2 separate regions of the Macaca mulatta genome follow, and region 1 is linked to region 2. The links are chromatin contacts, called in public Hi-C maps. All regions are on one chromosome and are shown on one strand. The core of a region is the stretch at or near the end of the contact, and the rest is flanking DNA. Distances in the headings are between cores, read along the strand shown.

Region 1 (7,284 bases), core at 4,435-6,934, 310 kb after region 2:
CTCAGGCTCCTTGGGTTCCAGAGTGCACCAGGATTGAGAACCCCTGTTCCTGGGGCAATGCTGCTGACACGGCTGCTGCTCAGGCCGCTGGCTGGCCAAGGTCAGGGTCCAGGGGCCTCTGAGTTGGAGGAGGGGCTCCTTTTCCCAGGCAGCCGCGCTGTCCCAGCCAGGGCCCAGGAAGCCAAGGGTGGTCCCCACTCACTGCTGCTCCAGCGGCTGGCTGGGTGGGCCTGGGTCCTGCCACTGCTCCCCAGGGAGCTGTAATTAGGCTTCCCATGCAAGGAGTTGATGGAAATGGCATGTCACAACACTAATGAACTTCTGCTTTCTCTCCAGAGCCACTTAGTCTATTTAAAATGCAAATTGAAATCAATAGGAAGTGGCTTGTCTGAGTTCCATCCAGGGATGTGGTAGGTTTGTGTTGGAGGAAAGACGGGCTGTGGTTCCCCTGAGGGAGAAGACAGGAATGTTTAGACCTGTCTGTGCCTAGGGCCAGCTCAGCATTGCCCTCTGCAGGGGAGGGGCTCCCTGGGTCAGGACCTGCACAGGGATGGGGAGGGGAGCGACCCAAGGATCGTGTCCCACCAGAGCCCATGAGGCCCGAGTCCTCTGGGTTCTTGAGTGGAGTTGTTTTTATCCCAATTATCCATGTAACTGCCCGAATTCCTCCCCCGTGGCCTGTGTAGGTTCAAGTCACCACCCACGTGTGGGCTGCCTGGGGCATCCACACCGCTGGCCGGGTTGGCTGACCTGCTGACCCAGGTTGTGACCCCCTCATTCCCTGACTGTCTGAATCGATCGGAGAAGTGGTGGAAACAGGAAGTGTGGGCTGCTGGGAACAGCAGGTGAGGATTAATGCACCACCTGCGTGTCTCCTGGGAACGTGATGACCCTAAGATTTAAGTCAAACATTCGCTCTCAAAGTTGTCATTTTTGTGTATGTCCATCCACCTTCTCACTAATCCATCCACCATCCATCCATCTGTTCATCTGTCTGTCCATCCACTTATCTGAACTTATACTCAGTTTACTATCCAGTCTTCTCTCTTCCGTCTATCCATCCGTCCATCTGTCCATCCATCTGTCCATCTGTTCATCCACTTATCTGCACATATGCTGAGGGTACAATCCATTCTTCTCCCTTCATCCATCCATCCATCCATCCATCCTTCTGCCCATCCACTTATCTGAACATATACCCAGGTTACTATCCATTCTTCTCTCATCCATCCATCCATCCTTCCATTCATCCATCCATCCATCCACTTATCTGAACATATACCCAGGTTATTATACATCTTTCTCTCTCTTTCATCCATCCATCCATCCATCCATCTGCCCATCCATTTACCTGAACTTATACCCAGGTTACTATCCATTCATCTCCCTTCCATTAATCCATGCATTCATCCTTCCATCCATCCGTCCATCCACTTATCTGAACATATACTCAGGTTACTATACATCCTTCTTTCTTCCATCCATCCATCCATCTGTCCCTCTGTCCATCCATCATCCATCTACCTTCTCATCCATTTATATACCTATCCCCCATTTAACCAATCATCTGGATTTTAACCAATTATACCATTTGTCCTGCAATTATCCAGTCATCCATTGCACACCCATCCCTGTTTGCACGAATTCTCCATGTATTTGTCTGCCCACTTGCTCCTCTGTTGCTTAATGACCCCGTCATCCATCTCTGGTTGCCTCTGCCCATCACCTGACAGCACCAGCTATTTCCCTGGAGACTTTACCAAACACTGGAATAAGGATGGATTGATGAATGCATGGTACCTGGCCAGCATCAGAGGGAGCTTGATGAGTATATTAGGGCTAGGACGTATCTGTCCATGTTTGTCACTGGCCTATTTCTTACCTTGACATTTCCACTGGAGGGAGCCTGGAAAAGAAAGTGAGATTTATGCCTCCTGGTCTAGGAGCTACTGTCCTTCCATGATAAGAGAAGCAATATGGTCACTTAATCAGATGCCACTTTGTTTAATTGCCACATGATCACACCAGAACCACTGTTCCTCCCTGGACCCAGCCTCTGCTCCCCAGGGGAGTCAATGAGCCGCCTGAGGGGCACCCGACACATGATGGGCAGAGATGGGAGGAGACGCGCAGAGCAATTTGCTTTACCCTGGGGCTGGGAATGCTGTGAAGTCTGGCTAAGGGTTTCTGTCCACTGATGGTGCTTTTCACACGATGCATGTGGTTCTGCTCCTGCCTGAGTCCGCCCTGAGTCTGCCTTTCTTCTACACCCGGAGCCCCTTCCATGCAAATGTGCCTTTCCTGACAGCCAGGCTCGTGTGAACAGAGGAGAACTAAGCAGCCACATACAGGGTGGTGGAAACATGTCTTCTCTGGAAACATCAGCCTTCGCCCCCACACCAGGGAAGTGCTTTGAGTTTCACTGTCCTAGATGCCTTGCTGTGGGCTGTCCGCAGGCCTCTCTCTGATGGATAATACATTAAATCGTTCTTAGAATAGGCCCCAAAGGGATTTGCTCGGATGAGAAAGAAACACCAGGGGGGCTGGGAGGGTGTGCAGACCTGAGAGGTGAATCTGAGAATATTCAGGAGCTGCCACTCCCCCTGCAGGGGCGACCACGGGAGGTGCAGGAGGGGACCACGGGAGACCAAGGAAGGGACCACGGGAGACCCAGGAGGGCACCCCAGGAAAGCCCGGGGCTGGAGGTGTGGGTGAGGAGTGAGTGCAGGAAGGGGCTGAAGGTAACCATGGAATCCTCTTCTACTTTCTTCCAGGCCCTCTTGGGCCCTGTGTCTAGGGCTCTGTACCCAGATCGATGAGAGGAAGATGGTGCCATTCATGGAAATAACAGGAATAGGTGTGTGAGGAGGAGCTGGCAGGGTGGGAGGTGAAGGCTCTGTCTGGGGAATCCACTCAGTGAGGAGCGCCTGGACATGGCCTCAGCTCCCACCCTCCGGACACCCACTCTGTTCTACCAAGTTGAAGGTAGAGACACCTTTCTCTTGGCAACAGGAGGTCCAGCAGGGCTTTTTCTGTTACTGTAACCCCCGTACACACACACACATACACACACACACACACACACACGGCTTAAGAAGAGATGGAGACGGACCCAGTGAGTACAACAATCACTCACTCTGGGCCTGGACAGGACCGGGAAGGGCAGGCACGGACAGGACCAGGGAGGGCGGGCACGGACAGGGGCATTGCTTGCCTGATGGGGAGGCTGTGTAGGAGTGAGTGCTGACTCAGCTAAACACAGTGAGGGTCTCTTGGGGATCCTGTGTGAACATCAGGGTCCCTGCAGGAGAAGGAGACCAGTATCCCACCCCATGCTGGACGCATGATGAGCAGAAGAGCCACAGGCCACCTGCGGCCGGCAGCCCTGTGCCAGGAGGGCTGGGAAGGGCTGCACAGTCGTCCTCTGAGGGGTCAGCCTGAGTCTAGAGCTGGTGCCAGCTCCCATCTGTAGACTCAGGAGAGGTAGACCACACGGCAGGCCCTGAAGGACCCCAGTGTGCGGGACCACCCTCCACCCCAACGTGCCCTTGGGTGGCCACAAGGGGATCGTCCAGCACAGCCCCAGGCAGCCCGAGGCCGTCCCTGGTGGACACACTGGAAGGCGGGTGGGCCTGGAAGCAGCCAGTCGGTGACTATCTCCATTCTGCAGCAGCGTCTGCAGAATAAGGGTGGTGAGGGGACAGATAAGGGCGGTAAGGGGACAGATGAGGGTGGTGAGAGGACAGATGAGGGTGGTGAGGGGACAGATGAGGGTGGTGAGAGGACAGATGAGGGTGGTGAGGGGACAGATGAGGGTGGTGACGGGCTCTGAGAGCACTGTGCATGACCAGCAACAGACTCTCCAGTCCCTGGGTTCATGTGGGGACATTGATGGTGCTCAGCTCTTGTGTCTTCCCTCTAGGAATCCACCCTGCAGGAAATACACCTGTGGGAGCTAAGGCGTGGACTACAGGATGTCCTCCCTGGCTCTGTGGGGTTCAGGGTCACATTGAACTGCCCTGGATTCCATCAGCAGAAAGCAGATTAGGTGAACGACACCGCATCTCTACCACAGAACGCTGGCAAAAAAAAAAAAAAATCGATTAGTTTTAGGGGGGTTCTGTGTGCTCTGATGTTGAAGGATTCCATGGGCTAAAGCTCCACCTGGGAACTGGACTTGACCCATCAAGCACTGTTTGCAAGCCCTGCCCAGGTGGCGGGGCTGGTGACCCTGCTGCTGCATCGACCCCTGCAGTTCTAAGGGGACGCGGACCAGCCAAGTACTTCTCGGTGAGGTAGAAACAAGTCCCGGCAGGTGTTACCTTGCTGGAGAGTGGGCAGGAAGGGAAGGGCATCTCTAGCTCTGAAGACTCCACAGACAGGTGAGGGGTGGGCACAGGGGGTGGGGTGGAAGGAAGCTCTGATGCAGGTGTTTTCCTTGGTTCTGTACCAGCCAGCCCTGGGGGCATCAATCTGACTCCGTCCCCAGGGCTCTGCTAGCTGGTCAAGGCCAATGTCCAGCCTTCTGGATCATGTTCAGGCTTTCACCTTCATCCCTGCCGTCCTCACCTCACCTGTGGAAGCCTTTTCACTCAGACCTTGGGTGAAGTGGTCCCTTCTCCACCCCAGTCCCTCCAGTGGGTAGGACCTGGGGTGTCTGTGCTGAGCTGAGGAGCCCGAACACAGAGCCTCCTGGGAGGGCATTCTGGACACATCCCTCAGCCGTCCCTGCCGTGGGCAGCAGCTGCTTCCGTGGGTGGGTGCTGGGAGGAAACTGGGAGGGGTCTCCAGTCTGGAGGTGCTCCTTGTAAACTGGAGGTTTGTCAAAGCATCTCCGTCTCCCCCTCTGATGTCTTCTCCATATTTAGGACTCTGTGGTTGAAGGAGACAAAAAACTCAACTCAAGCCAACTGAAGGGTCCAGGGTTGTGCACTTTCAGGTACAGCTTGATGGAGGGACCCGGGAGAAGCCCCCAGGACCTCTCTGTCTCTCTGTGTCTGTCTCTCTGTCTCCTTCTCTCTGACTCTGCTTCCTGTCTGGCTCCTCTCCTGGTTGAGCTCAGCCACGTGGGGCCAACCCCTCCACCTGCAGTGCCAAGCCCACTGCCCTCCTCTCAGGGACATTTATGAAGAGATGCGTCTTCCCAGTCCTCTGTCAAAGCCCAGATGTGGGTCCCTGTGGCTTTCACTGTCTGGGGCTTGTGTCTATCCAGCATCAGGTGCCCTGATCAAGATGCTGTGATTGGCCAGGTCTCATCAACATCCATCCCAGAGCTGGGACAGACTCGTGATCTGAGAACTGGGGGTGTCATTTCCATGGGAAATCAGTGCGCTGTTGGTGGAATAAGAGGGAAAGGTTCTCGGGGCACCATAAAAAGCAGATGCAAGCACTCGGTGACATTGAGAGCTGGGTTGAGTTCCCTGGCAGGTTTTAATTGTAAAAGAGCTTCCGAGGGGCAATGCTTACCTAGAGGAGGGGAGGTGTGCCCCTGGGATCTGGCACTGTACTTGGTTGCAGAGGAGACATTTTGGGGTGGGTACAGGGGAACTCCAAGTCTGAGAGTCGCTCTGTGAAGGGGAAGGGTTGAGTTGAGCTCAGGCTGGGGAGGGGCCTCTCAGCTGCAGAGCATAGTGTGAACACAGTTGCATATCATTATAGGATTAGAAAATGAGATTCCAGAACCAAGCAGCCTTCCCTCTCTAGGTGCCAGCAGTGAGCGTCTGTTACTGAAGCAGTGATATGGCCCTCGGCACAGTCAAGAATTGTGCCATTTGGGAGGCAGGAAATCGTTTCCAGGAGAGTGCTCCATGCAGATGGCTAAGCATCTGGCCCTGGAGAATCTGCAAATGCTGAAAACTTCAGGATTTAAAAGAAACCCAAACTTGTTCCCAACCCTTCCCTGAGCCTTTTCTCCTTAGAGACAATGGAATGGGCTAGAATGTGCTCAAGGATGCAGAATGCTGAGCAGGAATCTTCAGGATGAACAGCAGAGAGGCGATGGGGTGGGGAGAATTTCCCAGCCATTTCCAAACCTGTGGGAAGTTCCAACTGGTAACATATTTCAGATATGTTCAGAATTGACCACAGACCACACAGACTGGAGTATGGGCCATTCAAGATGAAGGATTTGCCAATCAGGATGGAGCATAGATCAATGAGGATGGATCATGAACACAAAGATGGATCATGAGCTAATCAGGATGGAGCATGGGCCAATCACAATGGAGCACCGTCCAATCAGGCTGGAGCATTTTTCAATCAGCATGGAACACGGGCCAATCACAATGGACACCTGTCTAAAGACCCAGCACGCAGGGAGCACTGTGTCCAGCTGAATGTCCCTCCTGGTGCTGCACTCACCAGGCCCTTCCCCTTCTTATCCCACCACCCCAGGCTGTGGGTCAGGAGACAGAGGTGCCTGGAGGAGACAAGACCAAACCCCACTTCTGCCTGTGCAATGGGACACCCACGCAGAGAGAGGACAGTGGGGGACAGAAGGACAGGAGCCCAGGGATGCGCTGCGTCTGTCTGTCCAGATATCTGTCTGTGCAGGAGCCCAGAGACCTCAGGCAGCCTCAGGCCTCCAAGCTAGCATTTGTGCTTCTCAGATCTGGGGTCGACTCCAGGACAAGCTGATACTTACAGAGACAGAAGGCGATTTAAATGTGTCCCCAGGAGCTGACAAGGTAGTCTGGGGTGAATTCATTTGTAAGAGTCTGTTGACATTCATTGTAAAAGATGCGTACTTCTCACTGGTCCTCACATGTCTCATCCCTGAGACGGAGAGGGAGAACATCATTTTAGCCATACGGTATGTGTTTCCTGAAGACTTTATGGCTGCTTTGCAGTTTACCATCGAGGGGTAGATTTATAGCACTGTCTGCGGGTCCTTGCCTGTGCTGGGCTCGTTGTCAGGTTGTGGGTAAAATGGAGAGGGTCTAAGGGGCGCGCCTTTGCCACCCAGGCATCTCCAGAGCTGACCTGCGGCTCAGGGCCAGAGGCAGGCCAAGGACAGTTCAACCAGCGGTCAGAGTCAGAGTCCCGGCCTTCCAGGCAGGTCCAAATCCCAGTGCGACCCTGACAGCTGTGCTATGTGACCCCGGAGCCATCCTCACCACTGACATGGTTCCCTCCTCTCTAAAGCAGGGAAACTGATGCTCTCCCAGGGACACCACTCGGCAGCCATTCCCCCAGTGCCTGGAACAGGCCGCTGAGGACCGCCCTTCACCCAGCCTCAGTCCACGTGGTTCGGGGACATCCCCAGTCCAGGGACAGATCACATGA
Region 2 (7,506 bases), core at 242-2,741:
ATAGTTTTTTCTTTTTTCTTTTCTTTTTTTTTTTTTTTGAGACAGACTCTCACTCTATTGCCCAGGCTTGAGTACAGTGGCACAATCTTGGCTCACTGCAATTTCTACCTCCTGGGTTCAAGCAATTCTCTTGCCTCAGCCTCCCAAGTAGCTGGGACTACAGGCCTGCGCCACCTCACCTGGCTAACTTTATATTTTTAGTAGAGACGAGGTTTCACCACGTTGGCCAGGCTGGTCTCGAACTCCTGACCTCGTGATCCACCTGCCTTGGCCCCCCAAAGTACTGGGATTACAGGCATGAGCCACCGCGCCCCGCCCTTGGCTAATACTTGACATGATCATGTCCTCATTTCTCCCATCAGATAGGTGAGACATTGCATCTTGTTTTAACTTGTTTGCCCTCATTCCTACTGAGTTGAGCATTTTTTCATGTTGCCCTTTGTCATTTCTCTCCCATAAATTGTTTGTGTCCTTTGCCTGAATTTTTGCTGGGTTGTTTACCTTTTCTGTATTACTCTAGGAAGGCATTTATAGATTCTGTGTGTGAATCTTTTGTTCTATGTCGTGTAATGTTTTCTCCGAGTCTGTAGCTAATCTCTTCACTGTATCTTTACTGACATGGAAATGTTAAATGTTGATGTAGACAAAAGTATGTATTTTTCATTTTAGCCCTATGTGTTTTGTCTTGTTTAAGTTCTTTTGATACCCAGGTTACATTTTCTTTCTTATTTATTTATTTATTTTTTTTTAAATTTTGAGACAGAGTTTCACTCTTGTTGCCCAGGCTGGAGCGCAGTGGTATGATCTCGGCTCACTGCAACCTCTGCCTCCTAGGTTCGAGCAATTACCCTGTCTCAGCCTCCCAAGTAGCTTGGATTACAGGCATGTGCCACCAAACTCAGCTATTTTTTGTATTTTTAGTAGAGACGAGGTTTCATCATGTTGGCCAGGCTTGTCTCGAACTCCTGACCTCAAGTGATCCACCTGCCTTGGCCTCCCAAAGTGCTGGGATTACAGACATGAGCCACTGAGCCCGGCCTATTTTCTCATATTTCTGTCCATCGTTTGTATAGTTCTGCTTTATATTTAGGTCTTAAGTCTGTCTTTGTTTTAGGTAATGGTGTGAGGTTGAGGCTTGATTTTATTTTTGCTCCCACAGAACAGGCAAGCATCTCAATACCATTCATTGCCACCCATTAGGGTGTGAAACAGCTCCCTTATTGCATCTTAAGTTCATGGCGAACAGCTCTGTCTCTGAACCTTCCATTATATCCTATTGATCTCTTGCTCTACTTTTGCCAGTGCCACGGTGTTTCACTCACAGTGCCTTTATTATCTATTGAAAAGGGGGAGAGAATCACTGCTCTCCACTCTTCGTCCTCTTCCTCTCTTTCTTCCTCTCTTTTTGCACTGTTTTAGCACTTACTCTTCATGGTATATTTAGAATCCATTTGCAAATGTCCCTGACAGTGTGTGTGGAGATGTGGGTTGACGCTGCGCGGAACGTGTGGATTCGAATGAGAAGAATGGACGACTGTGCAGTCTCAGGCTCCCTGCTCAGGAGGGGAGCAGCTTCCTCCTCCCTTTCCCGAGAGCACGGTAACGGCTTGCAGGAGAGTTTTACAATCATCTTCACAAAGATCTCACTCATGAATTAGGTTTACTAGCACATGTTTTAAACGTCTTGCTGCTATTGTAAATGGAATCTTACGTATTCTATTGCATCTTCTAATCAGACAGTGCTGATCAGTAAGAAGTGTTTTGTATTTGCAATTTTTCTTTTAGTCCTTATGATTTATGATGTTGGTTAATGAGGTTTTCTACGTAGGCCATGACATATCTGCAAATATTGTTAATGGTGTCTCCTCCTTTTCAATATCTATGCTTATTCTTTTCTAGTCCTATGCATTATCGAGGACCTATATTAAATACTGTTTGTGACAGTGATATCAGGCATCTTTATGGTGTCCTTGACATCAATGGGACAGCTTCTGTTTTTTGTTTTTTTTTAAGACAGGATCTCATTCTGTCACCAAGGCTGGAGTGCAGTGGCATAAACATGGCTCACTGCAGCCTCAACCTCCCAGGCTCAATCAATCCATTTACTTAAGCTTCCTGAGTAGCTAGGAATACAGGCACACACCACCATGCTATTTATTTATTTATTTATTTATATTTTTGTAGAGACAGGGTTTTGCCATGTTGCCCAGGCTGGCCTTGAACTCCTGGGCTCAATCAATTCACCTGCCTTGGCCTCCCAAAGTGCTGGGATTACAGGTGTGAGTCACCATGCCTGGCCCACCATCCGATATTTCTAAATGACACATGACAATAAGCAGTTTCTCCCAGTTTTCTGAATGTTGCATGTTCATAATATCCTGGATTGTATTTCTGTTTAGTGCCAAAAAAATGGTTTCAAAATTATAATCCAATTCCTTGCAGATAAAAATGATGCTGGAATAAAACAAATCAGAGCTGCTCCCACAAACCCCAATGAGGTTCCTGACTCTGGGCAGGTAGGAGTGGCCTTTGCTCCCTAGAAAAGGAACTAAAGAGAGTCCTGGAGGACGTGGAACTCTTGCAGCCTCTGAGATTATCAGGCCTCCTCTGGGGGAAAACACAGCCAGAACCTGAAAAAGACAAATGAAAATCCATGCACACTGACCGGCTGCTGCCCCTAACCCCACAGCCTGGGAGCGTCTCAGATGGTTCCCTTTCTGCCCAAAGCGACTGCTTCAGGGCTGGGCCGACAGCAGAAACTGGACTAGGTAGAGCAGATATTCTCCCCAAGACTGTTTATTGATACATAATAGACGTACATATTTGGGGGTGCCGTCATAGAATGTGTAGGGATCAAATCCAGACGCTTGGGATACCCGTCACCCCAAACGTTTATCTTTCCTTTCTGCGGGGAACATTCACATTCTTCTCTTCTAGCTCTTTTGAGATCTACAAGGACAGTGAACAGACATCGTGGAGGGAATGCTGGAGTCGGTTACCCACGTATCTGTTATGCCAGAGGAATGGGGTCCACAGTGGTCAGTGTGAGGCTCAGCCAGTGTGAGGGCAGGAACCAAGTTTGCACAGAGAAAGACGCAAGAGCGCCGTGCTGAGCTCCCGCTCCCTATTCCAGCCTCACAGAGACCCAGTCACACCTAGCTCTTCCCCTCATGTGGACTTCCCTGACCTACACCAGTGCCAGCCGCATTTCTGCCACTTTAAGCTGAAGCTGAGCCCGGACTGACACAGTTTTCTCATTTCCCCGAGAGCAGCACCACTCCTGATTATCCCCTCCCAAGCCCCAGGAAACTCGCAACAAAAGCAGTCTTAGATTAAATTCAGTGAGTTTCTGCATCACAACAGGAAACTGTGTCGAGCACAAAGGTGTCCTGCGAACAGGCTCAATCACAAGCTCCGCCAAGACGGGAGGTGACAGAGGCCCCAGAAAGCCCGTTCCCGACAACGCCAATACTGCACGTTTATCAGCTGTGGCGAGAGTTGGCTGGAGGCGGTGGCGGTCCCTCAATGCTCCTGCCTCGTCTTCGAGATTCTTCTGTTTGATGATGCCTCCTCACTGTTTCTCTGTTGAGGAGCTATGGTGTGGCTCACAACCAAGCGATGACTCTCCAGATTCAAAGGCCACATCTCACCCTCTCTAAAGCGCCCAGGTGCCCAGCGCAGTGCCGTGTGCAGAAAGGGGTTGATGAGCATTTGCTGAGCTGGGTGATGATCCCATGGGCATTGTTTCCTCTGCCCTCAGTCTCCAGCCTGCAGACGCCTGAATGGATTCTGGAGAGGTGTGTGTTGGACTCTGAGGGTCCTCTGAGCCCATCCAGGATAACGATGCTCCTCCCAGGCGTCTGCTTGGCAGCGTGCTGTCGGCAGGACATTCCGCACCAGGTATCTTCACGCTGCTTCTGGCTGGATTTAGGGCACGATGGAAACATAGAAACAACTGTAGTTCTGCCACGGGGCCCCACATCTGCTCATCCTGGAACAGTCACGCCATCGCCACCCAGGAAGCGGCAGCAGATTTCAGGACCCTGGAGAGGGCCAGGCCCCAGTGGCTGGTCAAGCTCCTCAGGGTTAGGGGAGCAGCTCAGGAAGGCCCCCCCCCAGGACGATGAGGGGAACAGGAATGAAATCAGCAGGTGGGCGGGAGGAACTTGATCAAAGCAGTGGGAGGGCAGGAAGCATGCTGGGGAGGGGCCCCTGAGAGGCCACCACCTGGGGAAGCCCCTGCTGTCCCAGGGACAAGGGAAGGCTCCGCCTTGATTCCCCAGAAGAACAGCGTGGTTGTGGTCAAATCCGTCCACGGGGCAGATTTTCCCCACGGCCCTGTCCCCTGACCCTAGTGGTCCCTCCCACAGACATGCCCTGCAGGGCCCAGGACACTGGCCCTCGATGGGCCCTGAGCCAGTGCCACCTGTGTGTGCACTGATTTATTGGAGGGAGGAGGAGCAGAAAGAGGAGAAGGAAACGTTGACTCCTAAATTACAAGGCAGAAAGGATTCCTGAAACAAATCAGCCGAATCTGCCTCCTGGGTGGTTCCGGACCTGCCTCCCCTCCCCTCCCCGTTTCTTAGGGCGCGGCAGTAACATTAACCCGGCTCCACTGCACATCCTCCTGGCCCTGGCCCTGAGCCCTTGGCCCCCACACATCTCGTGGCTGGACCTCCGTGAGGGCTCTCATTTCACGTTCCACCTTCAAATCGTCCTCTGTGAACACGTGTGTGCACGCATGTTTATTGATCTATTTGTTTACATTTGTTTGACGATCCAGTTGCAGTCTCTTTTCATTAGAAAGCTAGGCTTGTTCCAAGCACAATATGTGCTTGTTTTGACTTCTTCTGAAAACGAAAGCACCTGAAACCTCCCGTAGCTAATTAACCTGCCAGGATTTGTTTAATGGCAGAGACAGAAAAACCCCCTCAATGCAGCCACGCAGCTGAGCACGAGGGCGGAGGGGAAGGTGCACCCCAGCCTCTTGGCTCAGGTGTTTAAGAGGAAGTCACGTCCTTCCGGGATGGGCAGAGGGCGGTGGCCTGCAGGCCGGAGTAGGACAGGAGCGCCTGGGCTGACACCTTTTCCTTCTCCTGCCTTTCTGCTTCGTGTCTGTCTCCCCAGAGACAGCAGATACGCCCAGCACCACGGTGGGCACGGGAGACTCAGCCCAGCCCTGAGAAGCGGCCCCAGGTCCTGAGTTATTTCACAAGCAGAAGGGAGTACATGATGTCCGAGGCTCCCTCCCTCCCATCCCTGCTGACGGCTCATCAGTCACAAGCAGTTACAGGGAACGGGAGAAGCTGCCATCAGGGAGGTCCCTTGGCTGCAGGATAGATGATTCATAAATTAATATTTCCACCTCCAATCCAAATCATGAAAATGAGACATTACATTCGATTACAGCCAGTTAAAATAGCAGTCATCCTACCTTGGAGTGGTCTCCTGCCTTATGTTGGCAAAGCCTCCAAGTCTTTCTATGTTATTTCCTCATTTGTGCCTAAAAAGTTCCTTCTGGGGAAGAAGGGCCCGGCATCATCCTGCCCACTGTGCAGATGGAGAACCCGAGGCTCTGCGGTGCTTTCATGCACTTCCCGACCAGAGGCCTCAAGAGCAGGGGCCGGCTGCGCTTCTCCCATGCTCTGCTCCTGAGCCAGGAGTTTCCCCAGCCAGGCCCCTGCCCCAGGCCTAGCTTGGGCCATGATTTCCTCCTTAGCCTGCCTCTCCCTCATCCTCTGGCCTCTAAGCACAGAGCACCTCCCTTCTTCCAGGCAGCCGAGCCCAAGCCTGGAGCTCCTGCGCAGCTTTTCAGGATGTCCCTGTGCTTCCACCTTTGAATAACCTTAGCGGGAGACACGTCCCAGTGCCGCTCTCCTGATATTTGCCCTGGGATTCTCTTCTGCACCCATGGCCTCTCCTTGGGGTCCTGCGGGACACACCCCAGGCTGCTGCCTGCACCCAGGCCCTTGCACTCCCCACACAGCTGCCTAGGGTCCCTCCCCAGCCTGTGTCAGAGGGTGTCACCTTCTGCTCCCACCCCACACGGGCTTCACCTGCCCTACAGAACTTGTGTCATCCCAAATGGCAGCAGAAGAGGCCCTGGTCCTCTCCAGGAGCCCATGTGCTCCCCAGGGTTTCAAGGTTATGAAATGGACCACTTCTGGCTCATGGGCTGTGAACTGTAGGGACAGGAGAGGGTCCACGGAGCCCCCCATTCTCTCTCCCAGAGGCTGGGCCGAGTTCTGTCCCTGCATCACGACTTTCACAATCCTGGAGACTTAAAACTGCCCCAGTTATGGTCTCATGGTTCCTGTGCTGTGGCCCAAGCAGCCCTTTCCTCTCTCACACAAGAAACTCCAAGGAAGGGAGCAGAGAAGGGGCCCAAACCCTCCCATCCTGAGATTGTTCCCTGACTCTCCTCTCCTGAGGGCTCCCTGCAGTGAGGCAAACAAAGGGCAATAACAATAGACTCAGCAGGGCAGTCGCAGCAGGTGCACACCAGGCTTGCTGGTTGTCCCCAGTCCAAGGCTCCCTCTGTCTTCATGAGCCCACCAGGGGGTGGCCCAGCCCCAGGAGGTCCTTCCTCTCTTCACGGCCACACTCACTGGGGACGCGTCTGTGTTCGTGGTGCTGCCTGTGCCCTCCCTTGTGTCTGACAGGGCTGGGACAAGCCCCGCTGTGAGCTGAGTCCCAGAGAAGGTGGCAGGGAGTGGGTGGGGAGAGGAGGCGCACTAAGAATTCCATGCAAATTGTTCTCACTCATAGGTGGGAATTGAACAATGAGATCACTTGGACACAGGAAGGGGAACATCACACACCGGGCCCTATTGTGGGGAGTGGGAGGAGGGAGGGATAGCATTAGGAGATATACCTAATGTAAATGACGAGTTAATGGGTGCAGCACACCAACATGGCACATGTATACATATGTAACCAACCTGCATGTTGTGCACATGTACCCTAGAACTTAAAGTATATTAAAAAAAGAATTCCATGCAAATGATATTCTAATCAGCAGCACTTGCTTGGGTCTGGATCCTGTTTTCTTCCTGGCCTCATTCCTGCTGGGCTGTGAACCTGCCCAACCTTCCATCGCCCAGTTATAGACGTTTTGGGAAAAAGCATTTTTAGCTACCAGCACTCTCCAGATCCAACAGAGCCAGAGCGAGGCTGTGAGACCCCACCCACCACCTGGGGATGGAGCCCCCTCCCCAACAACTGCAGGCTGTGCCCCCACCCCGCCCCCAAGTTCTTCTCTCCTCCATGCTCTGCCTGAGTCCCCTCCTCCAATAAGCCTTCTCTGACCAGTGCAGTCCACAGGGTCCTCCTGGAGTTCAAGGAGGCACAGCGGGCAGGACACTGGGCAGGTGACCAGGGACAGTGAAAGTGGGAAGGACTCAGAAAAATCATTTGAAAGGAGAATGTGAGCTCTGCAAATTTGTACCCATCTGCCCATCCACTCATCCATTCATTTATTCACCACTCATCCATCCATCCGTCCAC

What was found. Hi-C and Micro-C count contacts between places; a contact is called where the count stands out from the background.
Region 1: a Hi-C map of fetal cortical plate shows a contact between it and region 2, with 2.6 times the contacts expected there. The contact joins two enhancer-like sites. A contact is called at or near these places in 2 of 14 Hi-C or Micro-C datasets (fetal cortex germinal zone and fetal cortical plate).

What each region holds. Positions count from the first base shown.
Region 1 is chr11:139,000,442-139,007,725 of T2T-MMU8v2.0, forward strand. No RefSeq gene overlaps it. Among named protein-coding and RNA genes, the nearest start is that of SFSWAP, 65 kb to the right of the region's middle. Within about 2 kb of position 5,685, at least 10 of the 40 cell types and tissues checked have an H3K27ac peak or open chromatin away from gene starts, as enhancers often do. A contact at or near this core is called in fetal cortical plate, where this site is marked.
Region 2 is chr11:138,690,245-138,697,750 of T2T-MMU8v2.0, forward strand. No RefSeq gene overlaps it. Among named protein-coding and RNA genes, the nearest start is that of ADGRD1, 350 kb to the left of the region's middle. Within about 2 kb of position 1,492, at least 6 of the 40 cell types and tissues checked have an H3K27ac peak or open chromatin away from gene starts, as enhancers often do. A contact at or near this core is called in fetal cortical plate, where this site is marked.